Linked DNA regions of Mus musculus: region 2 is linked to region 1. Evidence: chromatin contacts called from public Hi-C data. All regions are on one chromosome and are shown on one strand. Each heading gives the region's core, a stretch centred on a gene start, on an enhancer-like site or on the middle of the called end of the contact. The rest is flanking DNA. Distances are from core to core; before and after follow the strand shown. Region 1 overlaps Lrba (LPS-responsive beige-like anchor). Region 2 overlaps Lrba (LPS-responsive beige-like anchor).

The links. Hi-C and Micro-C count contacts between places; a contact is called where the count stands out from the background.
Region 2: a contact with region 1 is called in a Hi-C map of granulocyte-monocyte progenitors, with 9 times the contacts expected there. The contact joins two enhancer-like sites. A contact is called at or near these places in 3 of 15 datasets of contacts at CTCF or cohesin (large pre-B cells, pro-B cells and stem cell-derived epiblast-like cells), 64 of 484 Hi-C or Micro-C datasets (the 3T3-L1 cell line, 3T3-L1-derived adipocytes, the 63-12 cell line and 32 more), 5 of 115 datasets of contacts at active chromatin or transcription factors (DN3 thymocytes, the HPC-7 cell line, acute myeloid leukemia and 2 more) and 1 of 9 other capture datasets (embryonic stem cells).

Annotation. Positions count from the first base shown.
Region 1 is chr3:86,339,604-86,347,112 of GRCm38.p6, reverse strand. The region is part of intron 22 of Lrba (LPS-responsive beige-like anchor); the gene reads right to left. Among named protein-coding and RNA genes, the nearest start is that of Gm40083, 19 kb to the left of the region's middle. Within about 2 kb of position 3,577, at least 7 of the 459 cell types and tissues checked have an H3K27ac peak or open chromatin away from gene starts, as enhancers often do.
Region 2 is chr3:86,765,889-86,773,397 of GRCm38.p6, reverse strand. It overlaps Lrba (LPS-responsive beige-like anchor), which reads right to left. Exons shown (of 57, transcript NM_030695.2): 54 at 197-298. Among named protein-coding and RNA genes, the nearest start is that of Gm52625, 19 kb to the right of the region's middle. Within about 2 kb of position 4,692, at least 30 of the 459 cell types and tissues checked have an H3K27ac peak or open chromatin away from gene starts, as enhancers often do.

The DNA.
Region 1 (7,509 bases), core at 2,328-4,827:
CTAGGAGATAAAAGAGAAATTAATAAAGATATTAATATTACCTTATTATTTCATATATTAAGAATGCTTAATGCATAAAAATTTAGACTTCTAAAAATTAGCAGACATGTTTAGCAACTGGCTTTGCTTTAAATAAATGTATCTTTTCACTGTGTTATATCATACAATACTTGCTGAATATGACATCATAGTTTCTAATTTATATGTTAACAAAGTTTTCTATAACAGATAAATAAGACACATTTGCAATGTAACTGCATATGAGATATCATTATCAATGTACATCAGTAAAGATTACTACCACAGACAAGATCTTAGAAAATAATAGAACAATCACACATGGCAGCAGATATAACAATAAACTCAAATTGTAAATACTTACTGACTAATCTTATACAAAGCGTTTATTCAAGTCTATATTCGAAACTAGCTTCTCTACTAGTAGAGTTTTTCTTTTAAGACAACAAACATAAGGTATATGCTATCTCGGGGAAACTACTAAAGCAAATGTATTATGAAAATAACACTACAGGCCTAATAGCCTGTAAATTATGAAATTATGAAAATAGCACTGCAGGTCTAATTCTAATGGGAACTATCCCATTAGAATACCAAGTAATACACACCATAAGCACTGTGTATTCATTCATTCATACAATGAACCAAAAGTGATTTTGGAATAGATAAAGTCACATGGCTCAAATATAAAAAGAATACAATATAAAAATGTCTTTTTACCACTCTCAACTTCAAATGTAAAAATCCTACAAAAGTCAAGCAATTAACCAACTATTAATTTTTCATGTATCATTCAAAAGCATTGTTTTTCACATACACAAAGTTATAAATTCTTAGTCTGCTTCTTTTTTTATTCAAATGTAGCAAATATAACCAACATTTTTTTATAATTTTCACCTAATTATTCTTGGTGAATTAGCTCAAAATACTGAAGTCTTCTTATAGTAAGTTGGTCCAAAATAATTTTATAAAATCTAAAGTAATTTTTATAGATTTTCTGTGGGATGTTTGTTCATATGCCTTGGACACAGATTTATTGTCTTTTCCTATCAATTTCTAGTTAGGAATACTACCTTTAGTTTTGGGCCTTTTACCTTTGGTATATTAGAACTGTGTTTGATTTTTATTTTTACAAAGATTGCTTGTAGTTGACAGAGTTCAGTGTGCTCCATCAAAAAGCACAGTACTTTAAGCATCTTATGTATTTTGAACTGAGAAACTGAGAAATGGCAGCATAGGAAGGACCTCTGAACTTACCCTCCCGCGTCTTAAGAAACAAGTCATGAAACTAAGCCATGCACCCAGGAAGCACCCTCCCTGTAGGGAGGTATATAAATTCCTGACAGTTGCTACTTACAGCTCATGCCTCTTCAGCTTATCTTTCCACAATGTTTCCCTCTTTGTCTAACGTAACATCAAATTTAATGGTTTTATTGATCATTCACATCCTTATGAAAGGTTTAAATTTATTTAAGATGAATTGTCACATATTTGCCAAGCTTACCTTTTGTCATTTGTCTAATTGCCAAAAAGACAAAATGGGTGGTAAGGAAATGTTTTTCTCACAAATCTGCTGTCCTTACTTTGAAGATCACCATAAATATTAGTAATGACTCATAATAAATTCAAAATAAACTTTCTCCTTCCATAAAGGTTTTAAACAACATTTCCTTATTTATGTGGCATGAGTATGTAATTTAAAGAGAAACACTAATATCATTAGTATCTGTCTAAACAGGCTAATACTTGGGGACATTCTAGAATTTATGTAAGACAAAAGGTAAACTTGGTGCACAAATTCCCATATAGTACAAAAATCCTTAAGTGGCAATTGTTCACTAGTCAATAATATCCTTTAGAATACACTAAATTAAGCTCATTTTCATAAGTGATTCTGTATTAAATTCTTAACCAAAAGCTAACATACTGATGGTTCATGCACAATATTGTATTACTGACAAACATTTGCTCTTACAATCACTTAAGAGGATTCTATTATCTTCATTATACACAAATACACACACACACACACACACACACACACACACATATAAAGTTAAGGCAAATCATGACAAAGTAATGCAGTAGCCAGATTGTGATAACACAAATCCATAATTCCAGCACTACTGAAACAGAAAGATGTGAATCTGAAGTTCAAAGTGTAAACCCCTCAAATCAAGCACAAGAGGGCCAGGAGCCTCCTCTGAGGACCTACAACCACCAGGTTCCAACTACAGAACACTAACTTCCCTACGTGGACCCAACCCCATCATGCAGAATAAAAAGCTCAACTCTGGATTTGAAAACCCACCAAGCCCTACCCTAGAAGTCTCCACCCTGGAAAGCTCTACCCTCTAAGGAACTAACTAACTATCTATCTATCTATCTATCTATCTATCTATCTATCTATCTATCTATCCTGTCTTCTGCTCAGTTCTCTGCTGCTTCTCACCCAAGTAATGACAGCTACCCTCCTGGGTTTTTCCCTTCCAATGAATCTCTTGTATAAAGTTTGTTGTGTGGGGTAACTTTGTGGTATTCCTTGGCTCCTAACTGCCAGAATACCTTTCCCATCCAAGTTGTAACACACAAAGTCTATCTTATCATTTCAGGGGTTGTATGGAAACCTACTACAGTAGAAGCTTCTTAAAATACATACATATATAAAAGAAATCCAAGTGGAAACACCAAACTTGGTAGGGGAGGTAGACAAATCCCAATTAGGCTTCTCTTGTCACAAAATAAAATCTCCAGTGCCAGGAATGAGTTATACCTAAGTTACTGGCCAGAGAGATCCCCATGGAAACACCCAAACAACTCAGGCTATTGACAAGGCTACTGGTTGTTCTTCACAAACTGATAATAAAGCCCTATTGCTGAAGACAATACCTACATGACTTATTGAGTATAGAGAAGCCAGAAGGTTGCCTACCGAGAGCCTTCACCCCAATGACTAACGTTCATGGTACTGGCAGGTACTCTGCATGCTACCAGAAGAAAAGTATCCAGCAACCCAGGTATAAATCCAGTGATCTACAGTGCTTACTTGCCTGTCACCACTGTAGATGCTGAAATAGGCTGGTGTAATAATGGCACAAAAGCTGCAGGAATAACAAACCATATCTGATTGGATTTAAGGCCCATTCCAGAAGACTGAATCTATGCCTGACACTGCTCAGGGGGCCACAAAGCTGAAGAAAACCAAACACTATTGTTCTGCTAAAGGAAGGTAATAGTAAATTGATTCCTAACTTGCTATACCCATAAATCAGGCCTCATTCAACCATCATCTGAGAAACTTCCTCCTACAGTTGGATGGTAACCAATACACAGACCCACAACTGGACAACGCACTGAAAGTGAGAGACATTGAAACATTCAGTCGTAATGGGCTGTCTTTATCAAACCCTTCCTCTTAGTACTCAGGGAATGAGGAAAAGAGGAAGTGTAAGATTGTAAAGCCAGGAAGGAAGAAGGATAGTAAGGAAACAAGGCCATGTAAACACAGCAGTACTGACACATATATAAGCTCACAAAGACACTGGCAGCGAGCACAAAGCCTGCAGGGCTCTATGCCAGGCAGGTTCCCCACGCTGAGAAGGCAAGTGGACACAGCCCCCAGCCCATCCCCGGCCCAGAAGCTTTCACCAACTGACAGCTACTTGCAAAGACTTAATGAGTGTGCAATCCGCGCTGGCCATGCCCAGGAGCAGATGGCCAGTTTTGAATTTGTTTTGTCTCATAAAGCTTTGTTTGGCCAGTATTTAACCTTACAGGTCTTTTGTTTATATACCATAGTTTCTGATTATGTGATTTCTATGGTGTGTGTGTGTGTGAACATGCGTGTGCACATGTGTGTGTGTGTGTGTGTGTGCCTGTGTACATTTCTCATGCTTTTTCTTTGTTGTTTTGTTTTGTTTGATTTCTTTAGTCTAGTTTGTTTATTTGCCTGTTTATTTTCTAAAGAGAGAAAAGGGTGTGCAGTTGGACATGTGGGGAAGTGGGGAGAATCTGGAAGGAAATGAGGGAGGAGAAACCGTGATCATAATACAATGTACAAGAAAAAATTATTTTCAATGAAAAAAAAAAAAGAAAAGGAGAAAAAAAAGTCTGCCTAAGCTGTCCAACTCTATAACTCTATAAAAAAGTCTATAACAAAATAATAAAATAAGAGCTAGGGCTATGGCTCTGAAAGCGTGAGTTTTCCACACTCACAAACCTGCTTCACCCAAGCGCTGCAGAAGCAGCAGCCCAGAAAAGCTGATAATCTTTACTACTATAATCAAAAATAATAATCATCAATTTTATTTTCCCTTTTATAAAAATATTATTCTTTTTTCATATAATATATCCTGATTATAGTTTCCCTTCCCTGAACTCCTCCCAGTTCCTCCCCTACCATCCAGACCTGTCTCTCATCAGAAAAGAACGGGCTTCTAAGAGAGAACAACAAAACATAACAAAACAAAATATAAAAGACAACAACTATCACATCGAAGTTGGAGAAGGCAAACCAACAGAAGGAAAGAGCCAAAAGACTCTTGGCCAGATCACCCTGAACGTGCCTGATCTCCTGTGAGCAATTTTATTTTCTTGAAAAAATCTAAATATGTGTTTAAATGAAAATCTGGAATATAAATTACTAAAAATTTTAGTGAGCACTTTAGTGTAACTAATAAAACATTCTAAAATACAGAAACTCTTTCTAGAAATTCTACAGAAATGTATCCCATGAAAAGATAAATATAAAGAATGTGCAAACACTCAATAAGGGCATCACTGCTTAGCAATTGCACATATGGATCAGTGGGCCTGCAGGGCTTACCATAATACTAATATTAAGCCATATGAGAACATTTGGACATTGAGTGGCTTGGTGGTTTTGTGTGCATACATTTGGAGTACATTCTAATTTTCTTGTTATTTTTAAGTTTTAAAAGAAATAAGAAAAGGTATTTTTTATTTTAATGATAAGACTACTTCAGCAATTAAGCATAAAATGCAAATAATCTGTAAACATAAAAATTGTAACACTTGACATTTCTTTTATGTTTTAGATTACATTTTATTTATGTATGAGCACATGTGTGTTCATGCTCCACAGCACATGTGGAGGTCATTTCTCTGCTTCTACCTATGAGTCCATGGAGCAAACACAGGTTATCAGGTTAGGCAATACACAACTTTACCCACTAAGCCATCTCACTGGCTCTTGAAATTTCCTAATGGAGGGCTTTTACTCTTATTATTCTATAGTTTTGTCTATAAAATGACTAAAATGAACAATTAAACAGCTCCTCAGATTATTAACAGTAGGTAACATACTCTAATCATCTAAGATCTTTAAGTATTTTACTCAAAGTCATCCAGTTGAGCACAATCTAATTCACATTACATTTCTAATTCAAGCATAATTAATTTTTACTTGCTCATTATTTTTGTCTTTTGTCAACATAGAACATACAGTCTAAAGACTGAAGCTCAGTGTCTATATTTTAAAAAGAGGTTTTGGGTCATTCTCACAATTAACAATATGGAATAATTTAATTTAAATGATAATTAAAGAGTAAAAACATTTCAGCATACCAAATGAAAACATTATTATTGAATTGCATTAGATTTCACCCTTTTCTAAAAAGGAGAAAACGTTTAAAAGATGAAAACATAGACTACAATGAAATTACACAGGTTGCTGGGCACATGTCTGAAACCCTTAGCCCCAGTAAGCAGCCCAGTGCAGTTGCTAGAAGCCTATTACTGCTTATAAAACCTAGTTCCGCTGTTGGTGGAACAGCGCACAATGACAAACAGCTTCCCTGCTACAAAGGTGGCAGGAAATCTATCAAACTGAACAATAAAATTGCAATTGAGTTTCTTTGGCTTTTTATAGCAGCTGCATATATCCTGATGTAACTGCAAAAGCAAAAGCCATCCAATTCTGCAACTTAGTTCTTTACACACTGGTTCTTCATCAAGAACTACAATATAAAGTTGTGATACTGAGACCCAAAAATAACTGCAGAAAGCAAAAGGCAAGCTTCAATGATATATTATAATTATAATACCACATGCAAAAAGTATTTAAGATGCTTTTAAACAGATACTTTTACAGAGAGAAAAACGACTATAAGAACCTCAACAGAATCCTTAGTGTGATAGGAGTCACTCACCTCCTTAGCTAAGTAACTCACAGCTGACCCAAATTCTATTAGATGTTCATATGGAGAGCTCAGGAGCACAACTTGTCCCTTTAAAAAGACTGCTGGCATTTCAAAGTAAAAAAGAATGACTGTAGAAATATTTAAATAAATTGTTTTGTATAAATTTTATGGAAAAAATACCATTTTTCATAGAGAAAATGAAAATATATGTGTTGAAAACTAAAATGAAAAGTTGAAATTACAGGTTTGATGCCCCAGCGTAGGGGGAAGCTGGAACTGTGGGGTAGAAGAGGATGGGGGGGGGGAGGTGAGCACCCTCACAGAGGCAAAGGGGAGGGAGGAGAAGGCAGCTGTGGGATGGGGGGATTTGTGGAGGGGTAACCAGGAAGTGGAATATCATTTGAGATGTAAACAAATGGAATGATTAATAATAATAAAAAAAGTTGAAATTACAAGAGTCAATGTGAAACAAGCTTTTCTTTGCCTCTCACAATTTCATTTAGCACTTTAAATATAGCATCATGGCAAAAATGTAGCAAATCTAGTTTCACTCCACTTTAAAACTACAAAAACAAAAAACAGTCCACAACCACTTAAGTCAGCATTTCCTTTAAAAAGGAGGCAAAAGACTGGCTTTTATCGGAAAGTAGACACAAGGCCTTTCCTTAAAGCAATTATTTTCTTTACAAAGCAGTTTTAAGATCTGTTTCAAATCAAAAGTCCCTGAAGTAAAGAAAATATAAACTAAACAATGCCTACCTCTTCTCTCTGACCACTCTGTATTTATTCTATATAATCCATGTCTTTAAAAAAAAAAAAAACTACTGCTTGCAAATACTATATTTCCTCCCTCCTCTGCACCTTATATTAACTCACAAAACAATAAACAATTTTATAATTAAAACTCTATTAAGAGGCCAGAAACTAAGGTACACATTCAGTTTCTTTAGACTCTCCACATCTCCACATACTCTTGCCTAAGGACAAAAACATCTTACAATACGTTATCAGCTTAATGCAAAGGTAGGCAGGTAAGAATTTTATGAAAGTAACAAAAATATTTCCTGCAAACACAGAGGAGTATTCAAACTTCTTTGTGCATAAGAGCTTATTTTATGTATGTGTATGTATGTGTGCATATATGTATGTGTACATGTGTGTGTGTGTATATATATATATATGCATGCATATGTGTGTAAATACATGTGGGGTTTGCATATACATGTATTTATGTTTGTATGTTTTGGAATTGGGCCTCCACAGTGCCCAGGCTAATCTTAAACAAAGGATTATCCTCTGCCATGTTTGCAAATAGCTGGGATTATAGGCA
Region 2 (7,509 bases), core at 3,443-5,942, 430 kb before region 1:
TGGTCCTTATGAGAATATTCTATCTCCAAGTGTAGCTATTGCTCTTACAGAATGTGAGTTTTAAGTAGCATATATTTAAGTAGCCCTGTGTGGCTACCATAATAGACTGGAGTTTTAGAGAACAGGATCCAACCTCATTTCTGTTCACATTAATATGACAAAAGAAGCCAACACTTTGAAGAAACCACAACTTTACCTTGGGAACCACTTAACACCAGGCCCAGCTCAGCGCAGACAGCAGCACAGGTGATCTCGTAGTCATGGCCTGTGAGAATGGCCCGAGGGGTGGCAGTTTCACCTTTAACAAGGAAAAAAACAGACAAGTCAATCCCAATGTATAAAGACTAGATAACGGTGCCAATTTTGATCTTAGGAGTCCACATTTTGCCACAGTTTGATTTTAAAGGTGCTATGTTCCTGAATTTAAGGAACCCTTATTATCTAGCAACAACAGTTTAAAGTTCAAAGCTAAAGATGGTAAAACCTGCATTTTATACTTTTCTCATAAAAGTTGCTTCTCAAGTAGAGAGATGATTCTAAAATAGGGCCTTGGTTATAATAAACCCACAAAAACCATCACACAACTAGATTAAGGAAACAACTGAAAATTCTTGCCCATCCAATATCCTATGCATCTTGTGAGTTCCTATAGAGGCAGAACAGCCATCTTAGGCCATGCAGCTCTGCGCAGCGTCTACACTTTGACTCTCCACTACGGCTTTAGGGACTTACCCATAGTGCCCTCCCCTGAGCACAATGACAATTGGGGTAATTTGTTTCCAATTCTGATCTATGTCTAAGCCTGTATAATGTGAAATTCTGTTCCAAGTTATTACAATAAATGATTAAAACTAAAATAAGAACCCAGGCTTAGTTAACATTTCAGTGCATCTCCCCTAGTAAGACAATCTCGAGTGGGACGACTCTCTAGCGCACCTACTATTTTAGTGTTTTCTGATGTGCACTTCTTTCTCATAGAGTACCTCCCACATTTCAGCCAATCAGCAGAGGCATGATGAACCTTGTACTGATGGTCTTGGAGAGTTTGGGGGAAGGAGGGTGGAGAGAGGGAATGTATAGTAGAGAAGAAAACTTAACATCGTTTCTGTGTCACAAAGTAAAAAGTGGCCACAGCTCAGAGAAGTGACCCAATCACAGGCCCGAGTTGTGAATTTGTACCACACGGACATACAGGATTCTGTACTTAACCAGAGGGCTCTATTTAAAACTACCCACCCCTCCCTTTAGTTTGTAAAGACAAAGCCTTTGCAAACAGCTAACAAGCAGGATCCTGCCTGGCATTCTACTTGTCTGGTGTGAACTGGTTTCATGGCAGAGTTGAGGACTGATGTTGTATAATCTAAAAGGGGAAAATGTCCCCAGAAAGTAGCTCATTATCAGCAGCTTTGGAAAAGAATCATCTGCCACTGTAACTCAGGCACTCATTGTCCTTAGATCCACTGCTCACTCAGAGGAAAGACCCCTATTAGGTCAGGAAAAATCCATCAGAAACCACTGCACCTGTGGAGGCCAGTGCTGCTGTTAAACCACTGATCTAGCCTCTAAAGCAGGAGTTTTCAGGGAGTGGACCAATGAGCTCCTTCAATATTTGGGCAAAATACGTGCACATGACTGGAATAGGCTTTATTGAAGGCACAGAGATACATGGCCCCCAAAAAAGGCAAGAGAGAAGCCTCCACTCCTAAGAAAGGACTTTTCTATGCCTGCCCTGGGGCCAGCAGTAACTTAAGGTCTGTCATAACACATGACAGGCATGCCATGTGTATTTACACAATGCACAGCTATGTCACCATGGTGTCGCTTAAGGCTTTGGTGACTAGCAGAATCTCTGAGTGAGACTTTAGTCCGTAAGGACTTGTGTGCTACCTTGGGTGTACTCTGGCCCCAGCTGCCAGGCTAGTCTATATCCCTAGACAAGAAAGAGAGACCTCAGCTAATAGACTAATGGGCCAAGAACAAGTTGAACCAGGGACCTGGTTTCACCTAATTTCAAGTTTGAAACATATAGGAGGAACATACCTAACTTATTAGAAATGTCTGCTTGCTATTTGCCAAACTAAGAAGGAATCTGTGATAGACTACGTTTTCACTTTTAAGTCCAAAAATTTTGGTGAAAAAAAACCTTCAAAGAGGCAAATGATACAGACTCATCTAAACTATTTAATTTCATACTAAAAATTATGAGATTTAGAAATAAAAATTCTATGTTTAAAAGTTAATATGCCGGGAGGCAGAGGCAGGTGGATTTCTGAGTTCGAGGCCAGCCTGGTCTGCAAAGTGAGTTCCAGGACAGCCAGGGCTACACAGAGAAACCCTGCTTTGAAAAACCAAAGAAAAAAAAAAGTTAATATGCTAGCTACCCTTCATTCACGGTCCCCTTCATACCCACCTCTTGCCATATTTAAAATTCCACAAAAATAGCATTATAATGTTATTCTTGAAATTACTGTCTGAGTATATCTATTGGCAATGTTTTTTAAAATCAACCATTAAGATCAGGATGATTAAGCCGGGCAGTGGTGGCACATGCCTTTAATCCCAGCACTTAGGAGGCAGAGGCAGGCAGAGTTTTGAGCTCCAGGCCAGCCTGGTCTACAGAGTGAGTTCCAGGACAGCCAGGGCTACACAGAGAAACATACAGAACTATACAGAAAACTATACAGAAAAAAAGATCAGGATGATTTAAGGAATACATTTTCAATGCAATTGTTCCATTTTTGTATCCATAAGTTACAAATGATTTTAATGGTGGTGAGATTTGTGTCTTAGCTTGAATAGTCTTTCTTTGGTGGAAAGTGAAGGTCTGAAGAAAAGTAAATGAAGAATGAGAACAATTTATATATAAACCAAAATAAACAAAGGGCACATGGGTCCCAGAGGAAGCCAGGCCCGTGCTTTGTTTTGTTTTCTGAACTTTGGGGCATTTTCTCAGGAGTTTAGTGGCGGGTCGGGGGAGACTGATCTCAACTATTTTCTGTTTTTAATCGAAGAGATGGGCAGAATAATCTAGAACTGTGAAGTCAGAAGGTAGGAAACTTCAGAAAGGGGGTTAAGTTATAAACGGTCTCCTTCACAAACACAACTTACTAGTTCTGCCTACAAAATGCTAGCTTTCATGAACGCAAAATATACCAAATCACTTTTCATTACACAAATCAGCAGATGCATGTACAAAGCAACTTCAGGATGGAAAGGGGTCTTTTTTTCCTGGGGTCTGATTCTAAATAAAGGACTGTTTAGTGCTGGGCTTTGTTGGCCAAGTGTTTCCTAGTCCAGGAAACAGGTTAGACAGTTCAGGAAACACAAGGGGGTGGTGGGGAGGGCTGAGAAGGGGAGCTCAAGTAACACAACAAATTAGAAGCGCAAGGGCAGAGCCATGCCAGTTGCTTCTCAGGGAGCTGGATTTATGGTAAGAAATGACAACAAAACAAAAGCCCACCTGTGCTCAACTTGCATTATGTATAGAAACAAACACTTAAGGCTGCAGATGCCAAATCTATAACATGTAAGAAGAAAAGTCATTTCCGGCTCATTTGTCTGAAGTACAGATAGAACACTCACACTTTCTTATCAAAAAGTATGTTCAAAATAAAAATCAGTTGGATTTGTATAAATCCCAATAAACAAAGGGCCTTAAATATTAAAATTTCACTATTAGTTGTATAATTCTATAATATAGGATTTAAGCCAAACAGATACACACTGCTTGGCTTTAGCAGACATTCTGGGAATCACTTGGAATGAAATCAAAGGCAGAGGGGATTGTCGGAGGCAGAACACTGGCCTCTATGGAGCTGTGACACCTATCATTCCTCTGTAGTAACATGGGATTCATCATCTCCTGGGTTGTACAGGTGCCAGGTGACATCATCATACAAAGAAGAAAGCAAGACCCCTTGTGCCTCGGCGTGAAAAGGCAAGAGCAAATGGCAGTGGCTAAAGCTCCAGTCAGCTCCAGAGCTGCCCCTCCTGCCCACTTGTCAGCTCACACCAGGATGACTTGGGGGTGGGGGCGCATCAGTACAAATAAGATGATCCTACACGTGCATTCCCTTCAGATCCTGCAGGCACCACCAGCCTCACTTAAAGAGCAGGGAAAGTCTTCTGGAAAGTACCATGTTATCCTTTGGATGAAAACCTCCGACTGTTAATGGATGCTGACAGTCTGTACCTTTGCTCTCTCAGAGAGTAGGAGCTAGGATCTACCAAAGCCCAGACCATAAAGCACAACAGATTCCCTTAAACCCTTTAAAGTCTTACTGCGTGAAAATCGTCATGGCTTTCAGTAACGCTGGGAGAAAAATTTATCTTGTTGGTAGTTTAAGAAGCTACACTTCAAACTTCTTAAAGAAAAATGAAAGGAGAAAAAGGACAGATGTCTAGGACTACTTTGAAAAGCTGGAGCAAGTACTTCAAAGGAAAGGGGTCTTTGTTTGAGAGCAGTTTTATGTCTACTGATGCAGATCCTACCGAAAGCTGAAAGGGAGACTCAGTACATCTTTCGGGATGGCCTTAGGAGAAGATGAACAAGTCAAATGAGATTAAAGACAGCCCAAAGCCTGCCACAGCTTCCAGGCATGCCAGCGTTTACAGACGTGCCTTTCTCAGTATGTAACGGGACACTGGAGGAAGCCTGTGCCCTCTAACAACCCAACTCGGTTTAACAGTGAGGCGCTCCGTAACCTGAGCCAATGTGCAAGGCAGAACAGTTAGCCTGACACTGCTGGGAGAGTGGTATATGTCTGTAGTAGTAAATGTGTTTCTTTCCCCCTTTATAACATAAATATCTTTATCAAATGGAGTCTGAACCTCTTAAAATTTCATATCTAAAAGAGAAAAAGTAATTCCTCTACTATCTTATTCATAAGTAGGAGATGAGAGAGATAATTTCCAAGATTTACCTCCGTTAAGGCACAGGAGATAAATAATCCATGTAGAAATACACTTTTCAGTTATTTTTAAAAAGTGTAATATGTTCCTGCTATCAGCAGCATCACCAACCCAGGCTGTGAAAGTGAAGCCATTTCAGAGTGACTGAGCAGCCCTTTGCAACACGTGTGCCACCTCAGCAGGCACACACCATGCTTCTCTCTAACAGCATCTAGCTGTTAGAGGATGCTGGCTCTGCACCTTCCTGTGCTTAGTCTCAGAAATGCAAAAGCACTTCTTCCCACAAATTGCTTAATGGATGGCTCTGTGATTGTAATCAGCACACCCCGCTGCCCACTCTCTTCTTCCTTCACTCTGGCATTGACTTAGTAGTTGTTACTGTGCACACTGGACAATAAAGACAGGAATTCAATATGGCCTTTTGTTTGAAATGACTTGGTTTACAGTGGTCACTGGAATCCGAGGGTGCAACTCAACACCCCCAGCACCACCACAAAAAAAAAAATCAGAAATTTAAATGATTACCAAATCAAGTTCTATCTTATCATAATCCTGCAAATTGTACTTGAGCACTTGACTTTAAAGGTTAAAACACAACTGAGACGCAAGCACTTAATTACAAGTGCTTTGGGTTAATTAATGACTCTTTGAGTAAACACCAGTGATACAACTTCACACTAGTAAACTCTTGTCTGTCTAAAGAAAACTAAAATAGAACATTGAACTTCATTCTGTTAAAACAAAACAAAACAACACAACATCAGAAGCTACTTTGGATCCATGTACGTTTAAAAACCAGAAAGCATAATGCGATTTTAAGTCTTAAGTATTTAAACACCAAAGAGAGGAAACCTATAGAGGACATGCGGTTACTTCCTGAAGAGAGATACCTGTACTTTATACACAGAGTTTGTTTATTAATTGCTGCTGATTAATACAAAACACTCATGTGCAAACCAAATACTAGGCTTTCTCATGTGGCTTACCACAATGGTAAATCAAGAAAGGAAATGGCTTTTGCTGATAAATGTTTCCTTTTCCCTCTGATAAATGTTTCTTAAACCTTTCCATTAACTTCCGAAGTTTTCAGTGGAAGTTCTACCACCTTTTAATTATGCAAAACTACACTATTTGAGATTTGTTCTAGTCGTTCCACCTTTATCCCCATCTTCCCCTCCTCTGCATCCACCACAGCCTCAGTGAAAATCCATCTGTAGGGTTAAACATGCAGACTATAGTCACCATGCCAGATGCACTAAGGCTGCCACATGCTTCAGAAAATGTTGATGGCTTCTTTTGTAAATACCACTAGAATTACTAACATCAGGCAAGACAAGGTTGGTATGAAAGTCAGTCAAAGCTCGTGGTTCATGTAATTTCCCTCCTCTACTACATGCATGTTTTAACACTGGACTTCCCTTCTAAGACTACACTAGATAGTGAATTTGGGTGAGTAATTCTGTGTTAACACTATTATAGGGATGGGGATGTAGTCAGTGGTAGAGTGTACCCTCAGCATGAACAGGCTCTGGGCTCAGTCCTCAGCATGCAGTCAGCTCACACATACATAAGGGAAGGAAACCAAAACCCCAGCAGGTTCTATCATGACACGCACTGTCATAAGAAATCAGTGTAACAAAATTATCTTTTCATATCTTTTTGTAAATACTGAGTATTTTGTGATAGGATTGTATCAAATTCTGTATTGTTGATAATCCAATTAAATCTAGTAAAAACTGGAATACAGTTTAGTGGCTAAGAAAGAGGCCTCTAGGGCTGGAGCTGGAGCTCAGAGGCAAGGCATAGGCTTAGCATGTGTGAGGGCTGGGCTCCATCCCTTGCACCACAAATGAAAGATTATGGCCCAGAGTATCTAAGTTTGAATCCAGACTACAGCATCTGCCTACTAGGTGATCTCTTGATAAGAGACTCAGGAGCTTTAGGGCCAAAGCAGAAGGAAAAATGATACTTTAATAAGTTCTCCATGTGTTAATCTATAAAGACAAGAGATAATGAGAGCAATTTCCACGCAGGGGTATCATTAGAATTATGTCACTATGCATAGTCCCTGTAAGTCCTGAGCACTTATGAGCGATCACCCAGGAGCAGCAGGGCTGGGTGGGCGGGAGGAGAGGGAGAAAGTGCTTTTTTCAACTTTTGTTATAAAATCTCTTTTCTTTTTTCTTTTCTTTTTCTTTTTTTGGTTTTTCGAGACAGGGTTTCTCTGTATAGCCCTGGCTGTCCTGGAACTCACTTTGTAGACCAGGCTGGCCTCGAACTCAGAAATCCGCCTGCCTCTGCCTCCGGAGTGCTGGGATTAAAGGCGTGTGCCACCATGCCGGCATAAAATCTCTTTTCAATAAAAGGTATTTCTTATTTTGGGCTGCATAAATGCCAATTAGAGATAGTTCTTGTTAGTTTTCTTTCTAATCAAGGAGTAATATACCTTAGTTTCTCAAAACTATACTCTGATTTCTCACATTCTTCCTTGTCTCAGATTTCATAGATTTTCCCAACAATCCACACATCTGTGAAGAGCAGGAAATGAAGATATATTTCCACAATCAGGTGTGGAAAATTTAAATCTCTCTAATTTTA